2 separate regions of the Mus musculus genome follow, and region 1 is linked to region 2. A link is a contact called in public Hi-C data. All regions are on one chromosome and are shown on one strand. The core of a region is the stretch at or near the end of the contact, and the rest is flanking DNA. Distances in the headings are between cores, read along the strand shown.

What was found. Hi-C and Micro-C count contacts between places; a contact is called where the count stands out from the background.
Region 1: a Hi-C map of brain shows a contact between it and region 2, with 2.9 times the contacts expected there. The contact joins the enhancer-like site here to the promoter of Maml2 in region 2. A contact is called at or near these places in 1 of 39 promoter capture datasets (neural stem cells), 5 of 484 Hi-C or Micro-C datasets (the Ba/F3 cell line, bone marrow-derived macrophages, brain and 1 more), 21 of 115 datasets of contacts at active chromatin or transcription factors (the 230-238 cell line, bone marrow-derived macrophages, craniofacial prominence and 16 more) and 4 of 9 other capture datasets (adipose tissue, liver, macrophages and 1 more).

Annotation. Positions count from the first base shown.
Region 1 is chr9:13,593,245-13,599,555 of GRCm38.p6, reverse strand. The region is part of intron 1 of Maml2 (mastermind like transcriptional coactivator 2); the gene reads right to left. Gm51666 (a long non-coding RNA gene) reads left to right here. Exons shown (of 3, transcript XR_003948103.1): 3 at 50-6,311. Among named protein-coding and RNA genes, the nearest start is that of Gm51666, 14 kb to the left of the region's middle. Within about 2 kb of position 1,650, at least 9 of the 459 cell types and tissues checked have an H3K27ac peak or open chromatin away from gene starts, as enhancers often do. A contact at or near this core is called in brain, where this site is marked.
Region 2 is chr9:13,296,503-13,302,548 of GRCm38.p6, reverse strand. It overlaps Maml2 (mastermind like transcriptional coactivator 2), which reads right to left and starts at 4,591. Exons shown (of 5, transcript NM_001013813.3): 1 at 3,988-4,591. The coding sequence starts at 4,485.

The sequences.
Region 1 (6,311 bases), core at 401-2,900, 300 kb before region 2:
TCTCATGTAAAAATCCCAACTCTGATGAAATTCTCCCCTTCAATTCCAGCCTCCCACCAGCTTTCCGACATGGCTTTGCTGCAGAGCCGGAGCCACTTGAGTCCACAGAACAGCTCTGGTGCTGTCCATCTGCCACAGTCCTTCCTCTTGTCTGAGTAAAAACAATGCACCTGTCTGTGGGAAGCCAGCACCACCCTGCAACGAGCATATTCTCTTATCTTCTAGCCCCCTCCCCTCAAGGCCCTTCTCTCTTCCCAACAATGTCCTTGCTATTCTATGCCTTTTCCATCTGTTTAGCGTGGCCCACTGCATTTCCCTAGGATTGCCTGCATAGGTGTGGGTGATAGGACTATTCAGTTGGGCAAGGGCATCTCACCAGTGACTACACCACTAAAGAATATGATCTCTGTCCCCACAGCAAGCACCAACTGCCTACATCTCCTCAGGGACGAGTGGGACCTTATGGGGAAAACCCCCAACTATTCCTAGAAGTCAAGAAGTAACATCTAGAGTTTCACTAATCAGAAAAGCTCCTGTCTCTACTGGACTGTGCTGATGTCGAGGAACAGCTAAATGGCAGATATGGGGGTCCCATTCAATGTCCTTATCAGGAGACACAGGCTTAGGTTCATCTCTTAACTAGTATGACAAGGCTGAAGCATACCAGGACAATACAGAGCCAGTGAGTCTGATCTTAAAATGGCAAAGTAGCAGATGGGAATGGGTGGAGCAGGCAGCAAGGTGGCACAAGAGCCATAAGTGCACAGAATTATGGGGAACCCCTGGCCTTCTATGAAGTTCTGACTGGAGATCTAGAGGCAAGAAGGGGCCCTTGGGCTCACAGGTAGGTCAAAGCTGAGCATTTTACTCAGGGGGTCAATAAGGTAGAGGTGGGGACATTTGCTTAACTACAAGCATCCTCCAAACAAGCATGGATCACAATTAACTAGATGCACGTGCCACATGTTACCTCGGTGAAATCTGGCCAGCACAGGCATGCTATCGACACTAGTATCTATGTGTTAGACTCTGTCCTATAGAGATTTTGTTCTCATAAATTGCAAGGAGTAGTCATGGCATTTATGAAGTCACTGGCATCAAATAGGACAGGATAACAATGATGACTATAAAAATGCCTAGAAGTGATTGACTCTTGGGGAAAACGCACAGTGTACTAACGGGCAAGTGTGCTAAGTTTAGTGGGGTGGTCAGGAAAGCCTTCCCAGAGGCTGGGGTGGGGGGCACAGATGCCAGCCTGCAAAAAGGGTAGCTACAAGTGAGGGCTCAGGGACTGTGGAGATGGAATGGACCACTTGCTTTTCTTGCTGGAGGCTGACAGTGTTTTTTGTCTCTCTGTGTGCTGCTGTAAGAGCGAGCAAGGACATCTGCCTGTATTCTACATGCTTTTAATTCCTGGTCAGATTCTCACTACATGAGCATATCTCTTTTGACTGGGTAGGTTTCTGAAAGGCACTCAAGATACAACATATGCCGCCCTGCAGGGATGAAAAGCCAGAGACGGCAGGTACTCCTACTGAAGAGCCACATTGCAAAACACAATTCTTCTTCATTTAGCCTTCCCTGAACTGGAACAGGACCCTGCCAGCCAGCCTGTAGCACAGTGTACCTTTTCTGTGTTCCATGCTGCCCTAACAACATAGCAAGTAGGAGGTCCTGGCGTGTGTGTGCAATTTGGAGACAGGTTTTGTGCTCAGCTGCTAAGCCTTCTGGTGTTCAGCCACGGGGACATACGGTGCTGAACCCTCGGAATCTGTAGGATTGGGAGGAAGAGGGTGGAAAAATAAAATAGGTTTCCAAATTGCTTTCACCCAACAACTGACTCCTTTTAGTTTAAATGCATTCTGCTTGTTGGGGTGTGGTACTGATCCCTAGGTATGGCAAAGAGAAGACGGTTTTGATTTTCAGCTTATCAGTACAGCCATTCAACAGTGGCTGTATCAAGGCCCTACTAAGTACAACATACTGTGGTATCATATAGGAGAAACACAGAGAAATAAACAATCAAACAAGAACCAATGAATTGTTTTTAAAGAGCAAAGGCGAAGCTGTCAGCAAGCAATCTTTGAGTTATAATAATATATGGTGAACTGAATCGATAGCTGTTCATCGAGGTATCTGAATGGATTGCATCGGACCCAGAGGGTAAGGTCTAACCTTGTATGTATGAGATCAAGCACAAACCATTTAGGGAAAGTTTGAAGTCAGACCAGATGTGAGAGCGGGGCCTTCCAAAGGGAAGAGAATTCAGAGAAAATGAGGAGTAAAAGAAGAGCAAAAAGAACATTGGTAAGGCATGGATTCAAGGCTAGCTTTGCAAGTTCCCAGACTTCACTAGTGGCCATGGACTTACCGATGACCTCAGAGCATGTCACAGTACTGACACATCTTCAGCAAGTACCTGAGCAAGGGAAGGGAATGGAGGAATGCAGGGAAACAAGGCACGTGACAAACAGTAGTCATATCTGTCTCACCACTGCCTTGACACCACGTTACCCTTTTCTTAGAGAAGCTAAGACCCTTAGAAATTAAATGGTCTGAAAGCTTCCAGAATCTAACTACACCCTGTTGCCAAAATTACCTTTCACCAACAGTGAGTAAACTCTGTGATCAATAAACAACAAAAGTTACAACGAGTCTGGAAAAGACCAAGGAGGTTAGCCTAAGATATCACCTTTTGCCAGGTAAATCCATCCATCCTGGAGAGACTCCCACTGTCTTCCAAAATTCCTACCAATCAAAGACTTCTCTACACTACCCTCACTATGCCAAGAAATAATGTTGGTGGCTAAGAACTGCCATTCTATGTAATTCAACTAACAGGTGTGAAATCTACATTGTGGTGCAGTCTGTATAAGTAGAGTTGAGTCACAGAGGATTCCAAGGGCAGGAGAAGGCAAGCACCCTGGGATGATGGACAAGGCTCTGAATATAAAGGGCTCCAGGATAGCCCTATGTGCTTCCGGGGTGTGAAGGCGGACTTCTCCAGCTTAAGGTCCGGGAGCCTAGAACCCTGCCTAGTATATGGAATACCTTCACTCAAAAGGTCTGTTGTACTGAGGAAGGCACAAAGGCTAGAAAGAAAATGGTGCAGAGGAGTGGGTTCACAATGAGCAGGGCCAGTGTCTATCACAGTCAGAAATGATGATGTTAGGGTGATGCAGTCAAAAGTCCTTTCTCTCAGGTGCTCCTGCTTGGGAAGAAGGCTGTCTGATTCATTCTTGCCATTTTTTTCCAGATGGTTAGGCAGAACCAAGGAGAAGATTTTCTGTTTTGCCCCTCCAGGTGGAACATTGGGTCCTCTCCTCTTCAAGAGTTTCTCCCATCTATAAGTCACAGAACTCTGCACCACTCTAACTACCTTTAAAAGGATTATTTTTAAGTTACGTGTACCTGTGCTTGTCTCTGTGGAGGCATGTGCACATGGATACAGATGACTGAGGAGGCCAGAGGAGGACATCAAATCTCCTGGAGGTAGAGTTGCAGGAACGGGTGCTGGGGACTGAACTTGGGCTCTCTCCATGAGCAGAATATGCTTTTAACTGCTGAGTCCTCCCCCAGTCCTACTATTGGCTCTTATGCCTTAACAAACCACTTTCATGCCTGTTAGCATATGGAGTCTTACAACTGTCCTGTGCTGCGGGTATTTCTTAGGTCGGACGTGGTGAGTAAGATCCTTAGCTGGAGGTGGAGGCTGCAGGTGTGGCTTCTGAAAGGCTCCCTGGGGTCAGCAGTTTTCCTGGCTTATCTGTGTAGAACTGATGAAATCACAAAGTCCCCAGGCATGAAAACGGGCTGTACAGGAGGCAGTGAGTTGTGCTCATTTTGAAGATGGCAGGGATGTAAGTCCAGAAAGGCAGTCAGCCTGTAAGAGCAAGAAAAGACCTGGGAACAGGAGCCTTCTAAGTCTACCAGAAAGAACATGGGCTGCCGGCACACTGCCTGCAGCTCAGATACACAGCTCTGAGTTAATGGCTTCCTGAAATCCGCATATCAACCAGTTAGATAAGCTCCATTCCATATCCAGGCACATCAGGCTGCTTGGCAGTTGGCTCTTTCTTGTTTTTCTTTTTTAATTAATTGGTTGTGACAGGGTTCTTCTATGCAGCATAGGGTTGTCTTGAATTCACAATCACCTTCTTCAAGACCTCCACAGTGCCAGGAATTACAGGCAACTACCAGCATACCTAGCTCAGATGTTTCTGGAAACTGAGCCTGTTTCTAACACAGCTTCATCTTTGTTACAGGACTTTGTGTGTGCCCTTCAAATTCATTAGAAGCTGTAACAGCTTTATTTATCTATTAGTTACATCTGTTCCCACCGGAATACAGGTTCCTTCAGAAGACATAGGCCCTGAATGCACTCACCATGGAGCCCCTACTGCCTACAACACTGTCTGGCAAACAGAAAGTTGTCCCGTTTTCGAAAAGACTCACACCTTCTGCTATGATTACACTGTAGCTGAGGGAAACCAGAAACCAAGATGGTGGTAGAGTGTTCATGTAGATCTTAAAGAAGACTTGAGGTGGGATGGAGAAGAAAGGACAGCACCAATCCCTGACACAGAGTCGTCCCCCCCAGCCCCCCCCCAGCCCCCCCTGCTTTTCCCTGAAGCTGGAAGCTCAGGTCCCTTGCAGAATCTGCCATGAAGCTGTCTGATTGCTCCTTTCTCCTTTTCAACAAGCCTGCCTCCCAGCCCCTTAAGCACTTTGTTTCCATCCTGTATCTAATTGCTTTTGGGTAATTATATCATTAACTCTTTGTAATGAATAATAAAAAATAAATCACATTTGTGTAAAGCTGTGTAGCAAGGTGCCCGAGTGAGCAATTTTCAGCTCCTTTCCCTTCCTTCTTCGTCTTCACTCTCTGCCTTCTTGAAAGCCTCAGAATTAGAATGCCAGCCAAGTGGGGACACAAAACACGGATACTTAAAGTGTCCCTGGGTGATGATGATCTGCGAGGTTTGGAAATCACTGACCTAGAGGATCAGAGTCCTCAGAGACTAACAGGAAAATGAACTACAAAGCATTCACGTTGACTTACTTCTTGCCTCTGAATCGCTCCAGGGAGAGCGTTCCTTCTCAGTAATTCTAGGGCTGGGGCTGTGATTTGGAATCCACAGGATGGGAAGATGATAGGAAAGGACAATACCTGGGAGGTGCCCGCATTTGTAACTAATGAGTGAATACTCATTTGAAGGTCACCCGAGTCAGGAGAGTGGGAAGGAGAGTGTGGGTGCCAATCTAGAGCTCAGGCCAGTTTCTACAAGGGGCAAGAATGATCTCACGGTCTGTGTCATGATGTACCCAGAACATAGGTCTCGCACATTAGCCTTGTAGAGATCCCAAGTCCTATTTGGGGTCCTGAGAGAGCCTGGCTTCCTAAATTGCTCCCAGATAATGAGGTCATGTCCACTGAGCATGGAGGAGCCTCAGTGGTCTCAGATCTTGAAGAAATGAGCAGAGCAGATTTCCAGGGACATCAGAATATGCATGTATGGTGTGTTTCTGACAACATGTAGGAAATGTTCAATACTCCAGCAATTACGAACTTTCTGCTACAAGGCAAGCCACCAAACAGGTTTCCTTTATTAATGGGAAGAAAATTCATGGGTTAGTCCAGAGTCTATTGCTAGCTAAAGGTAAAAGCATTTAAGAGGTACATATGCACATGTGTTGTAGGACCAAAATGTCTGTGAATATGTTCCAAAGAAGCACTGTCTTATTATATTGTCTTATTTCAAGTCTAACTTTCAGCTTCTCACAGGTCACTTGTTAGTCACAGGATGCTCATCTAGTATATAATTATGATTGGTGGCCTCCACTTTACACACTGAGGTATTCTTCAGAAAAAGACTGCTAAAGAAAGAAGGGAAACTGAGGCACCCTTCATTTTGTGCTCAGTTCATATTCAAGTCTGCAAAGTATTTAACTGACTTGAACGTAGCCTGTGTGCCAAGAATCCTGCCCTGGGTGCTGCTTGGACCAGCATTCTGTTTCTACAGACAGCCTTGCTTTGCCTCTGGACTCCCACATGTCTCTGAATTTTAAGATGTCTCTACTAAAATGGAAGATAGTTTATGGGAAGAGAATCTACAGGGTTGTGCCCTTCCTTTTCTGCTCTCTGTGGCTCAGCAGGCAATGCTCAACTCTACCTAAGGGACCTCATTTTTAGAGAAGAAGCTCTAAAATCAAGAGGAGCAAAGAAGACCAAGAAGAGAGTTGCCTAGAAAGGAGGTAGGTGAGATGCAGGCCTTTGTGAATTGACAACTTTGAGTTTTGGTTTTTTGTTT
Region 2 (6,046 bases), core at 3,342-5,841:
GCTAAGAACTCTGCCTTTATTACTTCGTTCTCGAGAAGCAAAAGAAAATGGGTCTGCTCTTAAGGAAATGATGGCTGCATAAATAAATAATGCAAACAGTCCTCTCACAGTCCCAGAGAGGAAATGACATGAGAAATGTAGACCTCTAGCCCCAGACCTCCAGATGTGCCCTTCTCTCGCTGTGCAGCCCTGAAACTCTTGAGTTGGTCAATTGGAAACTAAGAAGACACCTGGGAACTTTGGCAATCATTTAACTGGTTTGACTTTCTTAAACTAAGAATTAGCATTTTAGAATACTGTTGGCAAAATATTTAACTTTCCCATCCCGTTTGTGTAAACACAACTTCTCTAATAATCCTTAGACACTGAGAGGACACACCTTGCCAAAGCTTGTCGAGTCCATGCAGAGAGATAAAGGGTACACTTGGAAGACACCTAAGGCTTCACGGCAGCACTGCCCACTTTGAGCAGTGTTCCCTGAGACTTCAGAGATACTTAAACACACAGCTATTTTGGCTTTATCCCGACAGCCCTGATTTCACAGGACTGATCCCTCTGTTTACAATAAAAGCTATTTTACCACTTAAAATAGACAAGTGAAAGCGAACAGATCCCTGTGACCCACAGAGGAGCCAGTATCATCCCCGGGGCTCAGTAGCAGCATTGCTGGGGAGTCTTCTGTCGTGTTTTCCTTTTTTTCCCAAGACTAATTCCCAAAACACTCATTAATTCATGTGCTTTCATGCACGAGCTGATCTTTGTCTGACAGATGACTACTCAGTGGCTTGTCCTCTGTCATCTAGCAGGTTAGCGACCAAGCAGGCACCAAACCAAGAGATGAGCACCTAGTCACGTCTGTGTCCTTACCTCCACAGCACATTAGAGAACAGATAAAGTCTGAAGCAGAAGGTGGTTTGGGACCACTTTCCTCCCAGCCTAATGACAATGGTCTATGCCACAGAAAAAGAGCTTGTCTCAGGCAAGAGGGAAAGATTAATACTTTTCATGAATGTGCTAACCTAATGGCTCCACAAACTAGTGCTTATTGAGTTTTACAGCTCATTCAAAGATTCAAACATATGTCAGCAGAAAGTGACTTAGTGGTAAAGTCTTCTCTTGAGTGGCTAGAAAAGCATCAGGGCCCTACAATCTTAGCCCTCTGTGAGGCCCTGTGTTTGCAGGCTCCACAGAAGTGGGGCTTCCCCTCAGCTGAAGCTAAATGAAGAAACTGGCTGAGTAAGGGCAGCAGAATTAGGCTCTCAAGTGGACAGAATTAGAACTGACTTAGAGGTTATTCTTGCGTTGTTCTTTACACTCTAGCTATTAAAGAGCCCAGACAGTATATATTCTCTGCATAGAACACCCTTAGAAACAACCTTACCCTGCCGAACAGAAGCTGTCCTCCCTCCTTTCTTTGGCAGGTAGTACTGATGATGCCCAAGGCGCTGCCACACAGCGCATGCTGGTTAGAGAACTTCACCAGCGTACACCATGCATATTTTAATTTAGGTGATCAATACTTTTCTCTTCTCCAAAGGGCATTCCTGGGCACTTATAGCATACACATTAGCAAGTAACACATCCAGACCACATAAACCTGCTTACGCACAGAGCTGCAATAAAATTAAGGGTTCTGACACGCAATCTCAGCAGAGGTCCTTTGAGATGATTAACATTGCTTTCAACACAAAAGATGCCCAAGCAAAGTGAGAGCCTCTGAGTGCGACTCTTGAATGCCTGGCCCCTTCAGACAGGGGCAGCAGGAGCTTCATATAGAACTTGCCTCAAAGAGCAGAGTAACATGAGAAGAAACAAAGTACCACACGTAGAAGCTAAAGTACAGAGGGAATTCCCAATAACTACAAAGGGTGTCAGAGCAACCCTTGGGATAGCAAACACTCTAATCTGGGTGTGAGCATGAGAACAGAGCTGCCTCCTTTCTCTCCTAACTTACACCAAACCTCCTGGCTTCATCCCTACACTCACAGAGGGTATTCCAGCGAGGGGCTATTTGGTCAGTGGAAGAGAGAAAAGAGAGTCCTTGAGAAAGGGTGGCACATCAAACACCTCCAGCTTTTTGCAGCTTCAAACTGTTTAGTGGAGCAAGGCCAGACACCATTGCCTCCCTTTCCGATGTCTGAGGGCAGGGCTACTTAAAGTTACAAGAACCACTGAAGTTGGTTTCATTTTTGCATCTGGTAACACTCCAGCAGAAGAGAACCTTACCAACTTTCCTCCCAATTGGACAGAAGCAAAAACCAAGGAGGGCCTTGGGGGAAATGCCACCTTCCTTGCTGGGGCTGGAAGGGAAAGACACAGGAAAAGTCCATGTGTAGGCTTCTCTAGGCCTGGCATCCAGGGCAGAGATCATGCTTTCCCTCTGGGCTTGGCCGGGGCTCCTGGCTCTCAGTGTCATCCCCAGAAGCACTCACCAGGAGACTCTGAAGCACACAAAGCCACATTATCGGGAGACTTGCAGACAGATTATAAATTTACTGGGGACAATCAAGGCATTGAGTCCCTTTTGGCTGCAGATGCTGGTAACACGCACATGAACACAAACCTCACTCCACCCCTGCTTTTCTCCCCAGCATCTCTCTTCCAGAAGACAAACTTCCCCTTAGCTGGGAATTCCAGGGAGAAGTGAGGATGGAGCAGGTGGGAAAGAGAGGAAGATAGGCCTAGAAACTCCAGTATAAACTGAATAGTTTCATTCGGGGATAAAGCCCAGGCCAGTGTAATTATGGATAGGTAGTTTTCATCTGGACCTGGGGGTTCGGATTCACAGCTCTAGGTAGCCCAAGAAAAACGTTTACCCTCTGGGGAAGAAGAGCGGCGGTCTCAGTCCCCAGAGCTTTCTGGGAGCCATGGGAATCACCGCAGATGAAAGACATGGGAAAGAGCAGCCAGGAAGAAGTCGTGGGCTGGCTGGAACAGGCCTTCTCCTCCTTCAGGAACTTCTTAGTGCCATGCTTCCTTGGGGCTTTCTGAATGTTTGGGGGCTCCCATGGCCATTCTCTGTCTGTGCCTTTCATTAGGCTTGGCTTAGGCAGACAGCAGTTGTCCCATGAACAGTCAGAGAACTTCGGGAGCTTAGCAGGAGAAGCATGTGGGCTTGACTTCCCACTTCTATGGAAAGGCTAATGGCTTAGCGGTTTGGAAGAAGCCGGAACACCACAGCAGTGGGTCACCTGACCAAGATGATGACTCAAAGCTCTGTGGGGTCTGTATGTGTGCGTGGGGGTGTTGCCTGAGCCTCTGAGAAAACACTTCCAGTCAGAAACTTACTCAGGCTTTAGGGTTTGGTGTGCTGTTACCAGGAGGGATTGAAGACGACATGGTGCCTCCTAGAACCGCAGTAACCAGCCCCCAGTGCTTCCGTGAGTGCTCAATTTGAGGATCCAAAATAAAGACTGAATTGGGGCCTGGGATGGGGGGGCCTGTGAGGACCCTGGTAGTCCTCTTCCCAAGCACTCCTGTAGTAGTCTGTGAGGTATTTCCCCATATGTTTGTTTAAAACTCTGGGGACACTGTTAAGTAATAGTCAATCACAGACACCCCTTAACTCCAGAGGAAGGTCACAAGAAGGGGAAGGAGGATGGGGCAAGATGAACAAGGTCAACTGAGCTAAGTTCCTGTCAAGTAAAGAATGTCTTGTTGGGCCTAATCAGAGTCAATATGCTAAAGCAGAGGGTTCTCAAGGGTTTTTCAGCTGTAAGGTCTTCTTTCACAAACTGTGGACTCTGAGCCTCTGGAGAACCCAGGCTCTTACCTCTTCACCCTTTGGGTGTAGTCCAGTGACAATGAGCACGGGTAGCTTTAAGAATGAGAGCTTACAACGACACACACATACCCAGCAACTTTTGAGGGACTGGTATCTTGGCTTCTTCATGGCCATCCATTCCATTCGAGGCCAAGACAGCCACCACTTTCGCAAAAGGCCACATGACTACAGCCAGAATCATAGGAGAAAAACAGGTGCCTTACCGCAAGCAGGGCTGAGTTCCGCTGGTCCCCCGGGGTCGAAGCTGGCGGCTGCTCTCGGTTTATCCCACCGTTATCATTACTGGTCAGCCGGTGCTGCTGATGGTGATGGTGATAGTCTGGTGGAGGTGGTGGGGCCGTGGCTGCCGCTTGGGAGGCCACAGGAGGGGCAGTAGGGGGCGGTGGAGGAGCTGTGGTAGTGGCAGTCGCGACTGTAGCCTTAGCATGTTTGCTAGCCTTCCTTGCCCCCTGACCATGCTGCACCAGGCTGAGAAGCTGCATGGTGCTCTCCCTCTCTCGGTCTGAGCTCTCAGCCCTACCACGTTCATAGCGTCCTTCACAGCTCAGGTGGTGCTGTCGGCAGACAGCAATGCGAGCCCGCAGGCGTTCCACAATAGCACTGTGCACTCTCGGGGTGACTGAGCCCCCTCCAAGGAGCCCCGCCCCAGAAGCCCCTCCCAACCCTCCTGCGGGGGCCTGCGGGGGCGCTGTGTCCCCCATCTTGTTGGACACAATGATTACTGCCTCTGGGATGGTGAGGTGCAAGAGGCTGGTGCTGGCTATTGCAGGCAAAGCTGGTTTCAGTGTTCAGGGCACATGAATAGAGGTCTCCAGAGGGTGGGGAGACAGTGAAGAGGGTGTGGGGGAGGGGAGCGAGTAACAAGAGGGAGGGGAGAAAGATTAGAAACCAATTGGAGAGAGGAAGTTGGAAACAAACCCTGATCAACTTACTCTAATTGCATTTGACAGCTCAGGAGAAGTTGGACGGAGTTGGTAGATTTTTTTTTCTCCCCCACCAGGCTGACAAGAGCCTCTAGGTACTTTGTAAACACAAAGTCTAGGGGACAGTTCAAGAATTCAGGGATTGTCAAGGAAGAGGCAGAAGCACGTAGCAAAAGGAATCAATAGAGTCATTACTAGAGATCCGGGCTCCCCCTCACCTAGCTGCTTCGGGAAATTATTTATAGGGGTATTTCTGCAGAGAAACACATTTCTCCTGGGGGCTGTGGAACCGGCAGCCTTCACTTTTCCTCAGGTTAAAAAACAAACAACAGGACTGTTTCCCAAGGCTCCCGAAGTCATGTTCAAACTGTGCGAAATCAGAGAAGACTATGTTGGTTTCTCCGTCCCTTCCTCTCCCTCCGGTGTTGGTGTTTTCTCCTCGGGGTGGGGGGACAGAAGGATGTAGTCCTCTCCCCAAAGAAGACAGCTTTTCAGTCTTAACAACGTCAGTAATTGGACTTCAGAACCATGCTCTTTTCTTCAAGCTAATCCAATCACCGGCAAAAGTCCCGATTCCCTCTTAGGTTTCTTAGTCTTAAATGAAAGCAGTCTGAAGTGGCTGGCTACTGAGCTCCTTCAACACATTTCCCCCTTTCCCACTTACGTTTTTATTCCTCTCCCCCTCCCCACTTCTATTCTAATACAGTATCAAGACAGACAAAGTCTTCTGAGAGTAATTTACAAACGATGGTCAAACTTACAAACTTCCAGCAAATTGCACCGAGTCATGTCCAGCCACTTTTCTGTCCAGTTTTGTATATTCCATGCCCGGCCAGTGGCTCAGAGGGTCTGGACTCCCAAAGGCAATGTGGCTCTATCTCTTGTAATGCTTCGCTTTATAGATGGGGCGGGTGGGGGGGGGGGAGAGAAGAAAAAAGTCGCTTGTATTTTCCTTTCTCTTTCAGGTCTGTTCCGAGCGCTTTCCTGACACCGACTCCCGCTCCTCGGACTCACGGCGAAACACAGGCTTTCATTGTGCTGCGATACGAGAGGGAGAGAAAGAGAGAGAGAGGGAGAGAGAGAGTGAGACAGAGAGAGAGAGGGAGCCAGCAGGCTGCAGATGGGGGAGGAGGGCGGGAGCTCGGGCTCCCTGGTGGAAGGCTGGTGCCGCTGCTCCAGTGAGTAATCGCAGCCAGGCGCCGGGGAACGGAGTGCAGAGGCCTCCCAGTGGCTGAAGAGGCATCTCTCTACCGCCAACTCTAGGCTCAGCCTCTGCCTGGGTGCTGCGATGGGGGGGAAGACTGGGGAAATTCCCCAGTCTCCTCCTAAGGGTTTGAGC